Regions from separate parts of the Hordeum vulgare genome. Here regions 1 and 3 are each linked to region 2. A link is a contact called in public Hi-C data. All regions are on one chromosome and are shown on one strand. The core of a region is the stretch at or near the end of the contact, and the rest is flanking DNA. Distances in the headings are between cores, read along the strand shown. Region 1 overlaps LOC123426248 (fasciclin-like arabinogalactan protein 16). Region 2 holds the start of LOC123426246. Region 3 holds the start of LOC123426244 (ubiquitin carboxyl-terminal hydrolase 8-like).

Region 1 (2,700 bases), core at 153-2,652, 490 kb before region 2:
AGCCAACCGCGTTGTGCGGCTACCGTGTCGTTCACGCCTCATAGGGGCGAGCTCTGCGTCCTTGACGACGCCGCCAAGGACGACACGCCCATGCTTTGCCAACATCGTTGTGTGGGGGCTACGAGGCCGTTATCCTCGACTCCGGCAGTCTCCAGGTGCGTGACGTCGACGGGCAAGCCATCTCAAAACACGAAAGCGACGGGCTCAGGAAAATCCTGCTCTGCGCGGCCACGAGATCGACAGCGCTGGGTGGATGGGGTAGGCAGGATATGCAACAGACTCACACGAAGGAGGAGGACGCCGAAAACTTCCGTTTTGTGTCCGCCTTCAACCTAAATGTGGTTCAAATTTAGAACAAAAATGGAAATGTGGTTCAAATTTAGAACAAAAATGGATCGACGAGGATAGAAACGCACATGATTTGAGATCAGGTCTTTGCGTTGGACCATCGGTCCTTATCCACGGAGACAAAAAGACATGGACTGGACGGAGGAAGGGAGGAAATGAATCACACGGAGTTGCTCTCAGTAAGGCTGGTTGTAATGGGTAGTATCATATACTAGTATCATGCATATGATACTAGTGTATGATATCACATCCGTAATGCATAATACTCATAATATGTTAGTATCATAGGATAGTTCATTTATTGCCATGCAAGACATATAATAACACATCATTTAATACGATACAATATCATAATATGATACTCAACCCTCTCATTCTTCATTTAATTCTATGCCACCTCATCGAAATTGCTTAGTTGACATGCATGATACTACCTATGATACTTTCATTACGGATAGCCTAAGAGGGTGCTTGGATCCAAGAGACTAAAATTAGTCTGACAAAAACTAGTCTTTTTAAAAGGCTAAAGTTCCAAGCACCCCTGACTAAAGAGAAGCTAAAACTAGTCTTGAGGCTAAAATCTTTTAGTCAGGGGTACCCCTATTAAAATGTGCATTAGTCCTCTCTCTCTTCATTTAACTCCTCATGCAAGTTCTGGATTGGAGGGTTTGGAGGATAATAAATGCTCATTAACTTGATTTTAGTCTCTTTAGTACTTGGATCCAAGCATGGGTGAAGCTAGCAAGTTTTAGTCTCATTACTTTTAGTCATGAGACTAAAACGTATCCAAACACCCTCTAAATGCCGCAGAGGTAGAATTTCTTACATTAAGGGGAGGGAGGGGCCCCACCCCTTGAAATCAGGAGGGCCGATGTTTAGTTGAAAGGAATGGTCCTAAAGTTCCGTATTTAGTCCGTTGACGTAGCATTTTTGATTTCTTACTGAAGCACGTCGTTCGATTTGGTGAAAATGGTTGGTGGCACGTTCTGGGTAGGAGTACGAATAAACAAGAGAGAGGCGCGGAAGAAACCGCGTGTGAGCGCACCGCATTGCATGGGGGAGACAGCAAGCGCTGAGCTATGCATTAACATCGATGTCTCAACTCTAAACCTCAACCTCAAGTGGTGGTGAGCTGGCCCCGCGTTGCCAGTATTACGGGATCGATTCAGCGGGAGGACGCGCATACCGAGGAGGCCATTATCAGGACTACATACAGCTGTTCGTGCTGGTCGAGTATTTAGGAAGACATAGAAGTCACCTCAGCAAAAATATAATGTCTCAGTTAGTTAATAGGAAGAAAAATAAATTAAATAACATAGCTAGTTACGATAATTCGACCCTGAGCTTGGGCTCATCTGAACCTGATGAACAGTACCATAGCTTACAGTAGAAAAAAAGTTAAAAAAATCAAAACTTTTATGATGCAAGATGCTCTCGTGCGTGAACTTCATATAATTTTTTGTGAAGTTTGGGCACTCGAGGAACTCGTGACAAAAAAGATAAAATCAGGTGTGAATAGTCTCATATGATTTTTATAAGTTTCTCATACATTCAAAATTTATCTTCTTTGCCACGAGCTCCTCAAATGTCCAAAAGAAAATTGTAAGGTGTTCCTGCACAGAAGCATATTGCACATTTTTTTTTGGATTTTTTGAAGTTTCTTTCTATTTCAAATCACGGAGCTCGGGAGCCAAATTGCTGCTCTCAGTTACGATAATTCAACCTTAAGTAACATAACATATATCAAGACAAGATGAATTTATAAGTTAATAAATGAAAGATTTAATGTTATTATCCTATGTTACTACCTAGTGTGAAGGTAGTAATTTAAACTAGTAACATATATGCATACTATCATTTTATGTTACTTTTCATTGTGGATAGTCTGACCCGTGGGTAAGTGGCCTCTCTGCTTTGCTTGCTTGCTTGTTGGTGCCTGCGAAAATAGTGTCGCGTGACACAAGAGATGTTTTTTTCCTCGACGAATAAGCCTTGAGATAAAAGATGGTGGAAGGTATTTCCAAAGTTTTATGAGAATACCGCGGTTTCTGAAACAAACCATAGTTTTGAATACTTAGATGTGTTTGGCTTCAGCAGAAACTGAAGTTTTGTAAACCATAGTATCCTAAAAACAATGGTATTTTTGCTGTATCAAATAAAGAGGGCCCGGTCTTTTTTTTCTAAACAAAACAAAACGCGCTTCACGTCGCTGTCTATGTCGAGATAACTATATCAAATTATATCGTCTCCTACTTTTCCTCAATCTGTTATCTCGTAAAATAATTCTAATATGTTTCTTGGTCTCTTAGGGTGCTTCTTCTTCTAGCTGGCCTCACTTGTAAATCTCACGTC
Region 2 (2,700 bases), core at 47-2,546:
CAGAGGGCGAGCATAAGCATCAACGCTGCGCAAGAAAATGAGGGAACGGATGAAAAAGGGAAGCATATGCACAACCAATCCAATACAATACAAAATACATCATTTTAACATTTTGCCATGAAATTCTAATCTGAAACTTAACTTATCCTCTATTTTGCTCCTGACAGAAAACATATGAACTGTCTTGACCAAAACGTTGGTCAACAGCTATTATAATAACATACCTACTCCCTCCATCCTTTAAAGAGTGCACTTCCAACTTTGTTGGAAACTCAAACTTTTTTACTAGGTTTGACTGTATTTATACAATAATACACCAACATTTACGCCATCCAAGTAGTAGCATTAGATTCATGATAACATATATTTTCATCATGTAACTATTTGGTTTCACAAACTTTGATATATTGCACAAACTCGGTCAAACTTTGAGATAGTTTGACTCTTGTTGGAAGTACTCTCTTTCAAGGAGGGAGGGAGTGATGCGCACGGGCTAGAAGAGACCTAATAAAATCCACAACCCTGAGAGCGATTGCCTGTGTGCTGACCTCCGGGTCCGTTGTATCTACAACGATCCTCGGCACATCCCCAATGTCATAGTTTGTGCAACCTTGGTACCCTTCCACAAGCCTTTCTAGGTCGGCCCACGTCTTGGGCTTATGCCATCCATCGCCACCGTCATCGGCCAAGACGCCTCCACGCTCCTCCAGCCTGCGGCGCCATTCATCTTGGTTGCCTGGCCGGCATTCCACAACGATAACAAGTGCAGCAGGCAGGCGGGCCAGAGCATCGAGATGGGCTCGTCGCGACAGTGGGGAGTCGACGACGATGGACAGGCCAAGCCGGAGCTGCCTCTCGGCCAACCTCCAGAGCACGGCGTAGGAGAGGTCGTTGAGGATGCCGCTGCCGCCGCCGGCGCGCTCGAGGTGCAGGGTGCAGTCCCGCACGTCATCCTTGTCAAGGAGCGGGCATCGGAGCGCGGAGGCGATGGCACGAGCTACCGTGGACTTGCCTGACCCCGGGTGGCCCTTCATCGCCACCACCACCCCGTCCGCTGATTGTTCCTCGGACATGGGCAGAGGCCCCTGCTGCGTAAACAATTTAACAGCCCCAGTTGATGCGCTGGCTCGCTCCCCCCTCAACGCTCTAATGGTTTCTTGGCTCCAATTAATCAGCACACGGAGACAAGCAAACAGTTTGATCTTATCCCTAATTTAGCCAGAAGCCAAAAACGTCGCAATCTTATCTATCTAAGGTCCAGAAAGATCTAGGGAGAGATCCGACAAAAGAAACTCACAAAAGAAGCGGAGAAGGGGACAGATTAATAGGAAATCTGTGGCTGAGCGAAGTGTCAGTACCTGGTTTGAGGTGGTGACCCGCCGTGCTCGAGGAGGCGGTGGCAGGACAGGAGATCTCGGTTCGGAGGAGGAGCACAAGCACGCTGTGAATGTGAAAACTAGGCCGGAAGCGTATGCGTTCAGCAGGGACGCGTGCGTGTTAATATAATAAAAGATTATATAAAGGCTAGGAGTTTTTTTATATGAAACATCCGATTTCATTAATCCAAAGGTAGAACACAAACGCTGGCCTTCCTTACGTTTACATCATCCAACAATTCCTCACACCACAACTATTTGGAAGATTGCCTTTGTGCATCCATAAAAGCTAGATCATGGACGAGAATGTTACAACCCCTTAATGAAAAAAAAAAAAGATACATAGTTAAAATAGAGCCTGGCAAAGAGGCGAATATTCCTAAACATAATTCCTTCAAGAGCAAGGTCGAAATCGCTGCTCTGCACCGCCTGCATCAAGGATAGGCAGTCCGATTCGATAGTGATGTTCACCATACCCCAATCAACCGCCGTTTGTAAGACCTCAGAGCACGTTGTCGCTTTCGCCTGCATCAGACTTGCCAGGTGGGTGAGGTGACCAGCGCCTAAACCTCTCACCCATCTCGTACCACAAATCCCCAACCATCATTATGAGTTGAAGAGAAGAAGGACCCATCAATATTAAATTTAAGCTTGTCCCCTAGTAGCCTGCTCCAGCTTTGCTCCTCACTGGTTGAGTTTGGTCTTTCTTGGCTCGCACACAAGCTCAGACATTTAAAGAAACAGGTTCAAATTCTGGTTAGTAGATTATCAATCGACTCACCACGCTCTTTTGCATTTATCTTGTTCCACCTAGACCATCAACACCATAACATGCATACAACCAACACCCTTCTGATGTCGTCGAGCTCCAAGAGGATCTTGATCACTTCATTTGCATCATTGACCGCACACATACGAAGCCGGGTATTCTCCAGTTGCAGTCGGCACCAAACCTGTTTCACCTCCTTGCATCTGAGAAACAAGTGCGCCCCATCCTCATCAAGTCGCTTGTAGCAAACACAAAGCGTATCACACTCAATGCTCCTTCTCTTTAGCCCCATCAGCAAAGGCAGGCTATTGTGGGCAAGTCTCCAGACAAACCGTTAGCATTTTTGGCTCGCATTTGATGTCCCAGATTTTCCTCCAGTCTAGATCCCCTTGCTCAATGAACGAGGAGGAAGCCTGCTTAGCATCTCTTCTTCTAATGTATAGCTTGTATGCAGATTTAACTGAAAAGATGCCCTTGCTGTCGAAAAACCAAGCATAGAAATCTTCAAAGTCCTCACTAATCGGAGTGGCCAAGATCACATTTTCATCTTCTTCA
Region 3 (2,923 bases), core at 41-2,540, 280 kb after region 2:
AACGCCTGAACTTCTCACGCATCTCCTCCACGAAGTTGGAAGGAATATAGTTGGACCTGAAGTCACGGCAGAACTCATCCCAAGAAATCACCCCTAGCGCCTCTAGAGTCCTTCAGCTGTTGCCACCAGATAGAAGTCTGCCCTTCAACTGGAATGTTGCAAATTTAACAAAATCCTCAGGACGAACATTGCTAAACTCGAAATGCTTGTTCATATCACAGATCCAATCCTTTGCATCAAATGGCTGGTCACACGAAGTGAAAGTCTTTGGCTGGTTCGACAGGAACTGACTCAGACTAGCAAACTGATTGCCACCATGCTGGAAATTGCCTTGCTCCTGATTAGCTCTCTCTTGCAACAACTGTAGCAGCATCTGGGTGTTTGCATTAGTAGCAGCCATCACCACTTGCCAGGCCTCTACAGGAGGAGGCGGCGGCGGAGGAGGATTCTCCGGAGGAGGAGGTGGTGGCGGCATATTCTCACGCTCTAGGTTCTGACGCATTGGTGGAGCCATCCTGAAGACGGGTAGCATATTAGCCCATAGAATAAATTGAAGATATTCCTGAATCAAAAGACAGGAATATCTGAACAGGAATAAGCAATTGCACTCGAACAAAATAGTAAGAATGCTTCCTTAAAGTGCCGGTCGACAAAATTCCGATAAAGACCACTGCAAACAAGTATGAGCTAGAACTGCTCAGAACAAACATATGATCGTTCGTCCGGTCGCGTGCGGGCCGCGTGCTCGCTGGCAGATGCTCGCAACTTTTTTTCGTTAAATTTGCTGTAACCGTATGTTTCTTTGATACAAACGTTTTTTCATGCAACTTTTTTTCTCATGTAAATTTGTTGCAACCAGCGTCATATTTGCTGCATATACGTTTGGTTACAACTCTAGTTCTTTAAATTTTTCGTTACGATCGATGTTTTTTACTTTTGCTACAACCGTGTTGATTTTTGCTACAACCGGCATCATGTTTTGCTGCAACTGTTCACTAAAAAGTTGCATACACGTCACGTAAATATTTGCTACAACCGGCGTTTGACTTTTGCTACCACGCATCATCAACTTTGTTTTTTTGCTACGATCACGTAGATATTTTTTTTGTTACAAATTTTATTTTTTGTTGCAACCGTTAAAAAAATTGTTGCATTACATCGAAATTTTGCTGTATAAAAAGAAAAATGTTGCATGCGGATCGAAGGAAGACGAAAGACGCGGGGTTAGATCGTGCGGCTCGCGCCAGCCGGTACAAAGTTTGGGCCGGCGCGCCGTCGCAGATCAGTCCCCAAAACAAAAGGCAGCAGCTGCCGAGCGAGCAAACCACCACCAGCTCACTCGCGCACGCATCCCAGATCAGAGATCCCATCTCGTCATGGCCACCGCCGCCACCGCCTCCGCCCCGGCCTCCGCCTCCACCTCCGCCGCCTACGACGCCCCCTCTGCCTCCTCCTCCTGCCCCGCCGCCGTCTGCCTCGTCCCTTTCAGGTACGCTCGTTCTCTCGCGCTCAACCTCCTCGCTGAAACCCCATAAGCAGGGCAGGGGTAACAATGTCCTGCTGCTGCTGCACAGGTGGTGGGCGGGGGTGCGCGAGGAGGCGGCAGAGGAGGGCGGGGTCCGTTACGCAGCCACGCCGGCGGCCTCACCCTCATATTATGGCCTCAGGCTTCTCCACAGCTTCCTCCACCCAGATCTCGTGCTGCGCCTCGACCGCGGGGAGTGCCGCGCCAGCGCAACCTCGGGAGGGAGCCGCAGCTACGCACTCGTCCCGGCGGACGAGCTCTCGCGAGCGCTCGCCAGGTCAGTCGGCCTCGCTCCGTATCCTCGTTTTTGTCTTGTGTAACAACTTGGATGCAATAATGCTCGAGGGGCAGAATCTAGAATGGTGATGCAATCGCATGAGCTGGCTTGTTGGTAGATTGAGCTCTAGTAGTAATGCGGTGATGATGGCAACACGTGAGTCTCATGCACTGACTATTTTGAATTCCGATCAAGTGCTTACGCTTTTTAACTTGGGGCAGGTGTTTCTGGTAGGAATGGGCATTCAGTTAATTGGACTTCCTATTATTGGTTAATTCGGTTACATAAATAATATGGATTTTCAGGGTTGAAGCCTAATTACTCAAACAAAAATGTGGAATTTTCTTTATTGTTTCCTTTCCGTATGAAAGGAGGAAGATCACAGAGGTGATTGGAATCGCACGGTATTCAATCAATGGAGATATTACATATATACCAGTACAAGCACACGCAGGTGCAGCCACTAACTCAACTACTGCCGCAACTAACTCCACTAAGCTAGTGCATGCGATAAGGACGCATATGACCAGGAGAATTGGTTACAGAGAGAGAGAGAGTTGAGGGAGAGAGCTACGTGGGTGCAACGGCTTGTGTGGGCGTGCTCCAACACCCCCCCTCAGTCACAGCGGTGCCATCGGAGACGCAAAGACTGGCCTTGAACTCATCAAATGCGGCAAAGGGAAGGCCCTTCGTCATGATGTCGGCGAACTGTTGCGATGTCGGAACGTGCAGAACGCGGACGTGACCCAAGGCGACCTTCTCCCGCACAAAGTGGATGTCAAGTTCAATATGTTTTTCCGCCGATGATGAACTGGATTTTGTGCGAGGTAGACGGCGGAGACATTGTCGCAGTACACCAGTGTAGCCTTGGCGAGGTTGACGTGAAGCTCATGCAGAAGTTGGCGTACCCATCAGCACTCGGCGACGGCCCGATACTCGGCCTCCGCACTGGACCGAGACACTGTAGGTTGTCGCTTGGACGACCAGGAGAGCAGCGAACCGCCAAGGAACACGCAGTAGCCCGACGTGGACCGACGCGTGTCGGGGCAGCCGGCCCAATCGGCGTCCGTGTAGACGACGAGCTCGGACGGCGAAGAGGCGGTGATGGAGAGACCGTGTGA

What was found. A called contact is a pair of places that touch in the nucleus more often than the background predicts.
Region 1: a contact with region 2 is called in a Hi-C map of leaf, with 9 times the contacts expected there. The contact joins the enhancer-like site here to the promoter of LOC123426246 in region 2. A contact is called at or near these places in 2 of 6 Hi-C or Micro-C datasets (both in leaf).
Region 3: a contact with region 2 is called in a Hi-C map of leaf, with 4 times the contacts expected there. The contact joins the promoter of LOC123426244 here to the promoter of LOC123426246 in region 2. A contact is called at or near these places in 4 of 6 Hi-C or Micro-C datasets (leaf and seedling).

What each region holds. Positions count from the first base shown.
Region 1 is chr2H:350,856,018-350,858,717 of MorexV3_pseudomolecules_assembly, reverse strand. All of the region lies in intron 1 of LOC123426248 (fasciclin-like arabinogalactan protein 16), which reads left to right. Among protein-coding and RNA genes, the nearest start is that of LOC123426248, 7.6 kb to the left of the region's middle. Within about 2 kb of position 1,402, at least 2 of the 3 cell types and tissues checked have open chromatin away from gene starts, as enhancers often do. A contact at or near this core is called in leaf, where this site is marked.
Region 2 is chr2H:350,369,610-350,372,309 of MorexV3_pseudomolecules_assembly, reverse strand. LOC123426246 reads right to left here and starts at 1,296. Exons shown (of 1, transcript XM_045110046.1): 1 at 323-1,296. The coding sequence starts at 1,073. The coding sequence ends at 465. LOC123426247 (CST complex subunit TEN1-like) reads right to left here and starts at 1,480. Exons shown (of 4, transcript XM_045110047.1): 1 at 1,359-1,480.
Region 3 is chr2H:350,088,459-350,091,381 of MorexV3_pseudomolecules_assembly, reverse strand. LOC123426244 (ubiquitin carboxyl-terminal hydrolase 8-like) reads left to right here and starts at 1,290. Exons shown (of 12, transcript XM_045110043.1): 1 at 1,290-1,489; 2 at 1,575-1,802. The coding sequence starts at 1,377.